2 separate regions of the Gossypium hirsutum genome follow, and region 1 is linked to region 2. A link is a contact called in public Hi-C data. All regions are on one chromosome and are shown on one strand. Each heading gives the region's core, a stretch centred on a gene start, on an enhancer-like site or on the middle of the called end of the contact. The rest is flanking DNA. Distances are from core to core; before and after follow the strand shown. Region 1 holds the start of LOC107895525 (protein S-acyltransferase 10). Region 2 holds the start of LOC107895448.

Evidence for each region. Hi-C and Micro-C count contacts between places; a contact is called where the count stands out from the background.
Region 1: a Hi-C map of leaf shows a contact between it and region 2, with 1.6 times the contacts expected there. The contact joins the promoter of LOC107895525 here to the promoter of LOC107895448 in region 2. A contact is called at or near these places in 2 of 34 Hi-C or Micro-C datasets (hypocotyl and leaf).

What each region holds. Positions count from the first base shown.
Region 1 is chrA11:23,866,248-23,869,099 of Gossypium_hirsutum_v2.1, reverse strand. LOC107895525 (protein S-acyltransferase 10) reads left to right here and starts at 1,602. Exons shown (of 12, transcript XM_041081406.1): 1 at 1,602-1,990; 2 at 2,256-2,370; 3 at 2,709-2,783. The coding sequence starts at 1,909.
Region 2 is chrA11:23,691,978-23,694,793 of Gossypium_hirsutum_v2.1, reverse strand. LOC107895448 reads left to right here and starts at 1,265. Exons shown (of 2, transcript XM_016820727.2): 1 at 1,265-2,613; 2 at 2,698-2,816. The coding sequence starts at 1,444.

The sequences.
Region 1 (2,852 bases), core at 353-2,852, 170 kb before region 2:
CCAAAGTTTTATATCCGGTTTAATATCAATAAAAGATTACTTTTCAGTCAACATGAATAGTTTTCATGAATCTCAACAGAAACTGGTAATTAATTCTAGCAGAGTCTTGCTTCAGGGCTACTCGTATCATCTCAGGACTTTTTCTTTGTGGGGTCAATTGACCCTACAACTATCAATGTGGCTCCGTCACGAGATTAATTTATAAATTTAATCTTTGTATATTTTTAATTTAAAGAGTTTAGTTCAATTAATATTATTTTTGGTGGTTTTTATTAAAATTAATTAACTTAATAAGTTTATTTTTTATTAATTATATGTAACGTGACATTAGAACAACCTAATTACATGTTAAATTTACATATTTAAAGGAAAATATTTTTAGAATTTTAACTATTGGGACTAAATTTTAAATTTATTAAAATACAAAGACTAATAACATATTTTAACCAAATATTTAATTATAACGTGAATAACTGCAATTTTGACCATCACCTAACAATACAACGTAGAAAGTTTTGTGGAATATCAGTTGGGTTGGGTTGACTGTTAGGAGTTGGACCATAGAAATCGTGTGGTCCAGTCTCCATCTACCAGTCTCAATCTTCTATAGGTGAGGGAGGTCTCCAACAAAAGTATCCACGACTAGTTAAGATAAATTGCCCACCACAATCTTATGTAGAACCCTCTTTTAAGATTTTAATTACTTCATCAAACTTTAATACTAATTAATTTAAACCTACAACTTTCTTACCATTTATTACTTTTTTAAGGTATAATGTTAAATTTTTACTCTAATCTTTCCTCTTTTTCTTTTCATTAGATATTAACTTTTTAACTTTTAATCAATTTCATATATTCTAACTTAAAAATTGATCGGATTATTAAAATTTGAGTTAATATAATTTTTTGTCCTTCAATTTGGCAACTAAATTTACTCTGAAATTTGTACGGTGTTTGTTCATTTTAATTCTTAAAATTATATTAATCCTTAAACTATAAACAACATTGGCGCGGTAGTCAACAAAGCAATTCACATGTACTTTATTGACGTGGATAAATTTTTAAAATTTTTTATTTTTTTTTCAAATTTTTTATGAAGTATATATAAATTACCATATGGGATGCTACATTAACATTATTAAAATTTAAACAATTTATTTTTTTAATTCAAAATAATAATTTAATTAAAATTTAAAAAATAAGAATCAAAATGATACATAAAATAAAAAGTGAGGAGCACTAAATTTAGTTGCTTTTTCATAAATTGATGGTTGTGGGACAAAATCCCAAGTTAAAATCATATAAAATATAAAATAAATATATATTAAGTGTTTAAATATATTAAATTTTAATAAAATAATTTTCAGATTTATCTGTTTAAATTTATGTTTTGATTTTAAAATTTAAATCAGATAAATAAAATTACACTTAAATTAAATGATACAAATATTAAGATAATTTTTATATCATATTATATTATATTATATTATATTTTGAATTGGGCTTGAGGTTAAAGAGTGAAAGCCCATAAAGATATGGGGCTGTATACGGATTGTCCGCCGATGTATCTACTTAATAAATAAATAGCAGCTTACATCATCCAATTGCATTTGCAGCTTCATGTTTTATTTCTGTACCAGCTCTCTATTTTTTTAGTTTATCTGCAATCTTCCCCAAGCTGTATTATTTTCCCTTTACGTTTCTAGTAAATAGTTTTGGCTTTGCCTATTTCTATTCTACTGTCACTTTCCCTAGAAAAAATTATCTTGCTAGCAAAAGAGACAAACAAGAACTTTACCAGGAAAAACAGAACCAAAATAGGAGCATTGTGATGCAACGAGTGGTGTCATTTAATGTTTTGATTTGATTTGAAATTTTTTTGTTGTTGGGAGGATTTGTTTGGTGACCATGGTCATTGGTATATGCCGTTCCTTTCGCGATCGAGCTCTCGACCGATGTTATCACTGCTTCTCTTGCCTCTCCGATCCTGGTACTCTTTTTTTATTTTTATTTTATTTTTTATCTCTGCTTATTTCCCGAAAAAGAGAAAAAGGTGGGAAAGCGTTTTACTGTGTTTTTGCCGTGCGAGTGTCATGTGAATTGCGGTTAATTAGTTAATTACTTGTCAATTTCTCAGTTTTTTTTTTTTTGTTTTAGTAAGCATGGTCTTTCCTCTTTTTTTCCACGGTTAAATTTCCTCATTTTCTTTGTTCTTTTTTTTTTAATTGAATTTGATTTTATTGTTGGGTTTTCAGCACGGAGATCATCGTTGGTTTTGAAAGTGACATTAGTGATGCTGCATCTGGTATACGTTGGCATTCTTTTCCTTTTCGATAGTGATTTGATAGATAAAACGAAAAAAGAACCCTGGTATGTATGGTATTCCATTCGATGCTATTATTTTATCTTAGATGAAAAGTTAAGAGTTGGATACCTTTATTCCACCTTTACATTAAATGATTGTTTCCACCTCAAACTTCTACTTTTATTGCATAATGATATCTATGAAGAGAACTAGGCTATAAGCATAATAACATTTAAATATTTATGAAGCAATATTACTCATTCTGCTTTTACTTGACGTTTTAAAGTTATTATTATTATTATTTTTCAAATTCACTTGCTTTAGTTTTTTCTTTTGCTGTTTTTGATGAGTAATTGCTTCATAGCTTTGAACCTTCAATTTAATTCTTTCTCCGTTTTCCCAGGTACACTGCTTTATATTTGTTGTTGTTTTTCGCCGCATTGGTGCAATACTTCATTACTTCTGGTTCTTCTCCTGGGTAAATATCAGTCCACAATTACTGTCGAGATCAAAGTTTTAACTGTATAATGTACGCATTACATTTTCA
Region 2 (2,816 bases), core at 16-2,515:
AGAAGCTTGCTAAAAATTAAGCTTCCATGGCTAGGGTTTCCATGTTTTTTTATGAAAGATGATGAAAATAGATTTTTTTCTTTTATTTAATATTACTTTAAATCTTTAATTTCCAAAATTAACTTTAATATTTTCTTCAATTTCCAATGATGAATAATCATACTTATCCACTAACTCTTCTAAATGGTCTATTTGCTATATAAGGACCTCCAATTTTAAATTCCATAGCTATTTGATACTTTTAACTACTAGAATTCAATTTTTACTCTTTATGCAATTTAGTCCTTTTTATCAAGCTAGGCATGTAAACGATAAAATTTCTTAATGAAATTTTTATACGATATTTCTATCATACTGTAGACCATAAAATAATATTAAAATAAATTTTCTTCTGACCTCGAATTTGTGGTCCCGAAATCACTGTTCCAATTTAACTGAAAACGGGCGGTTACATTTTCAGCTTTACAATAGAGAATGGGATGCCTGAGTTTGACATGCCTATCATGAGGTCAATTATGCAACAGATTTCATGATATGGATGGGAGCTAATGAAGATCTCATTTTGCAAGCATTCAATCATCCAACAGTTGAGCTTGAAAATATCCTTTTAGGAGATAAGTTGAGTGTGACTAGCTGACGACTATGCCCCTCATAGTTTTTTGTAGTCCTTAAGGCTTAGCCATTTTTTCTTCTTATAAAAAAAATTATAACTTTTCCTATTGTATGTCTCCATTGCATATGAAAATATACATGTGATGTTTTCATGCTCCACATTTATCCCACGAGACTTTTACTCCACACTTATCCCACGAGACTTAAAAGACTATATAAATTATCATTAGGACTCCCAAAATAAAAGAAAACTAAGAAAAGGAGAGAACTTTTCTCCCCCGCTTTGGAAACTCTTGAATCTCGACATCTAAATAATTTGTCATCAAATGTGAAATTCATATTCGTGTATAGACATTTCCAAATTTTATTTTCCTTGTAAGGGATAAAATAAGTATAAAAAAAATGTTAAAAACTTAGTACCTGTTCCAATGTAAAAAATAAAATTTTGAAAATGGCAAGTTTCCCATTAATTCCTTCCTTACAAAATCAAGTAACATTCCAATAATTAAATTAATGTCTGACATTAAATTCATTGTTTTGAATAAAAAAATTACGTTTTTATAAAACGAAAAGGTAGCACCATTTATCCAAATATACAAGTCTACCAAATGATATTATTATATAATAAAAGGAGTTGGAGTGTGTCAGTCGGGTCATCCAACGTCTCTTTGATTCTGTGGATTTAAAATTTAACGGATAGATCATGGATTCAAATTTTGAAATACCAAAAAAAGCTGTGCGTTTTAAAGACAGATGTACCCCACCCTTATTAACCTATTCACACCGTTTCCCATCTCCCACTCTTCAATTCCTCTCTCTCACTAATCCCAAATGGGTGGCTGTTTCAGCAAAAAGAAAGCCTCTTCCCCCCATCACAACCCTCAGCCAAAGCCAAAGCCAAAGCCGCAGCCTCAGTCGACCACGGTTCCCCTTTCTTCTGCACTACCACCATTAGCGGCCGAGACCAACCTCAAAACCGGAAGCGAGCCCAAGGTTCACCTGGTAACTGAAGAAGAACAGTCTGCGAAAGCAAGCCAAGAGGAGAGCTTGGTGAAGAAGGAGATATTCGTCATAAAACACAGAAAGAGCCATGACAGAGACAAACGCTCCCCTTCGCCGCAAAATCCAACGCAGTCAACCGAAAACGAGCCCGCTTCCTCTGCCTCCACCGAAGGAGGCGTAGTCTGCAACATCAATACTGCTGTGAGGACGTCCAGCTGCACTAAAGAGGAAGTAGATGCCATTTTGATACAATGCGGAAGGCTTAGCAGAAGCAACTCCTCGGGGAAAACGCCTTCCAGGAAGTACTCCGGTTCCAAGCGAAGTTACGATTTCGATTGCGAAAACGACAACGATATCGGCGCTGCTGCTTCAACTGATTATGGTTCGAGGAAGAAAGGGAATGATAATTTACGTGAAGACGACCGTCCTCGCCACCGGCAATCAAGTAGGTCTTCTTCTCAAGGAAGGAGGAGGACTCCGAGCAGAGAAAGAGACCGGCAGCAACAACGCTCCGGGAGCAGAGAAAGAGTTAACGGCAGCGGTGGTGGAAGACGAGTGAGCCGATCCCCAGGAAGAAGATCAGAGAACACTGAAGGCACCCATGGTAATAATGCTGCCAATGCCAGTAACAGGCCCGGAAAGATGGTCTCTGTTCCGGCAACCGTTTCTTCATTGGCAATGGATAAGAGCAGCAACGGTGTAGAACCTTCCACGACTACTGCTAATGCCATCAAAAGGATCTCTGTGAAGAGGAATGTGGGAGATGCGGGTGTAGTAGGTGTTTCAAGGAGCGCCGCATCACCTCGGTCTCAGTCCCCTGCAAGGACTAATAATGCCAAAGGCTGCAATGAGAATCAGCAACAACCAACTCTTAGTCGCAGTTCCTCCAGGAAAGCAGAGCATTCGCCTTATAGAAGAAACCCCTTGAGCGAGATTGATCCCAACTCACTTGCATACCCACAGTCAGCTACCACCAACAAAGGACAAGGAGGAATCAAGGTAGTACTTCCTCTTCATTTTGCTTCAATATGTTGTTTCTCGATGTTGGTTTAATTACTTACATAAAAGGACTTGTATTTTCAGAAATCGAATGTTGAGATGAACCACAAAGCCAGTGTTCAAGGTAGCAACCATAAAGCTGGCAGCATTGCTACAAATGTTGAAGATGTCAAGACACAGCCACCCAAGGCCGGAGCTGATAA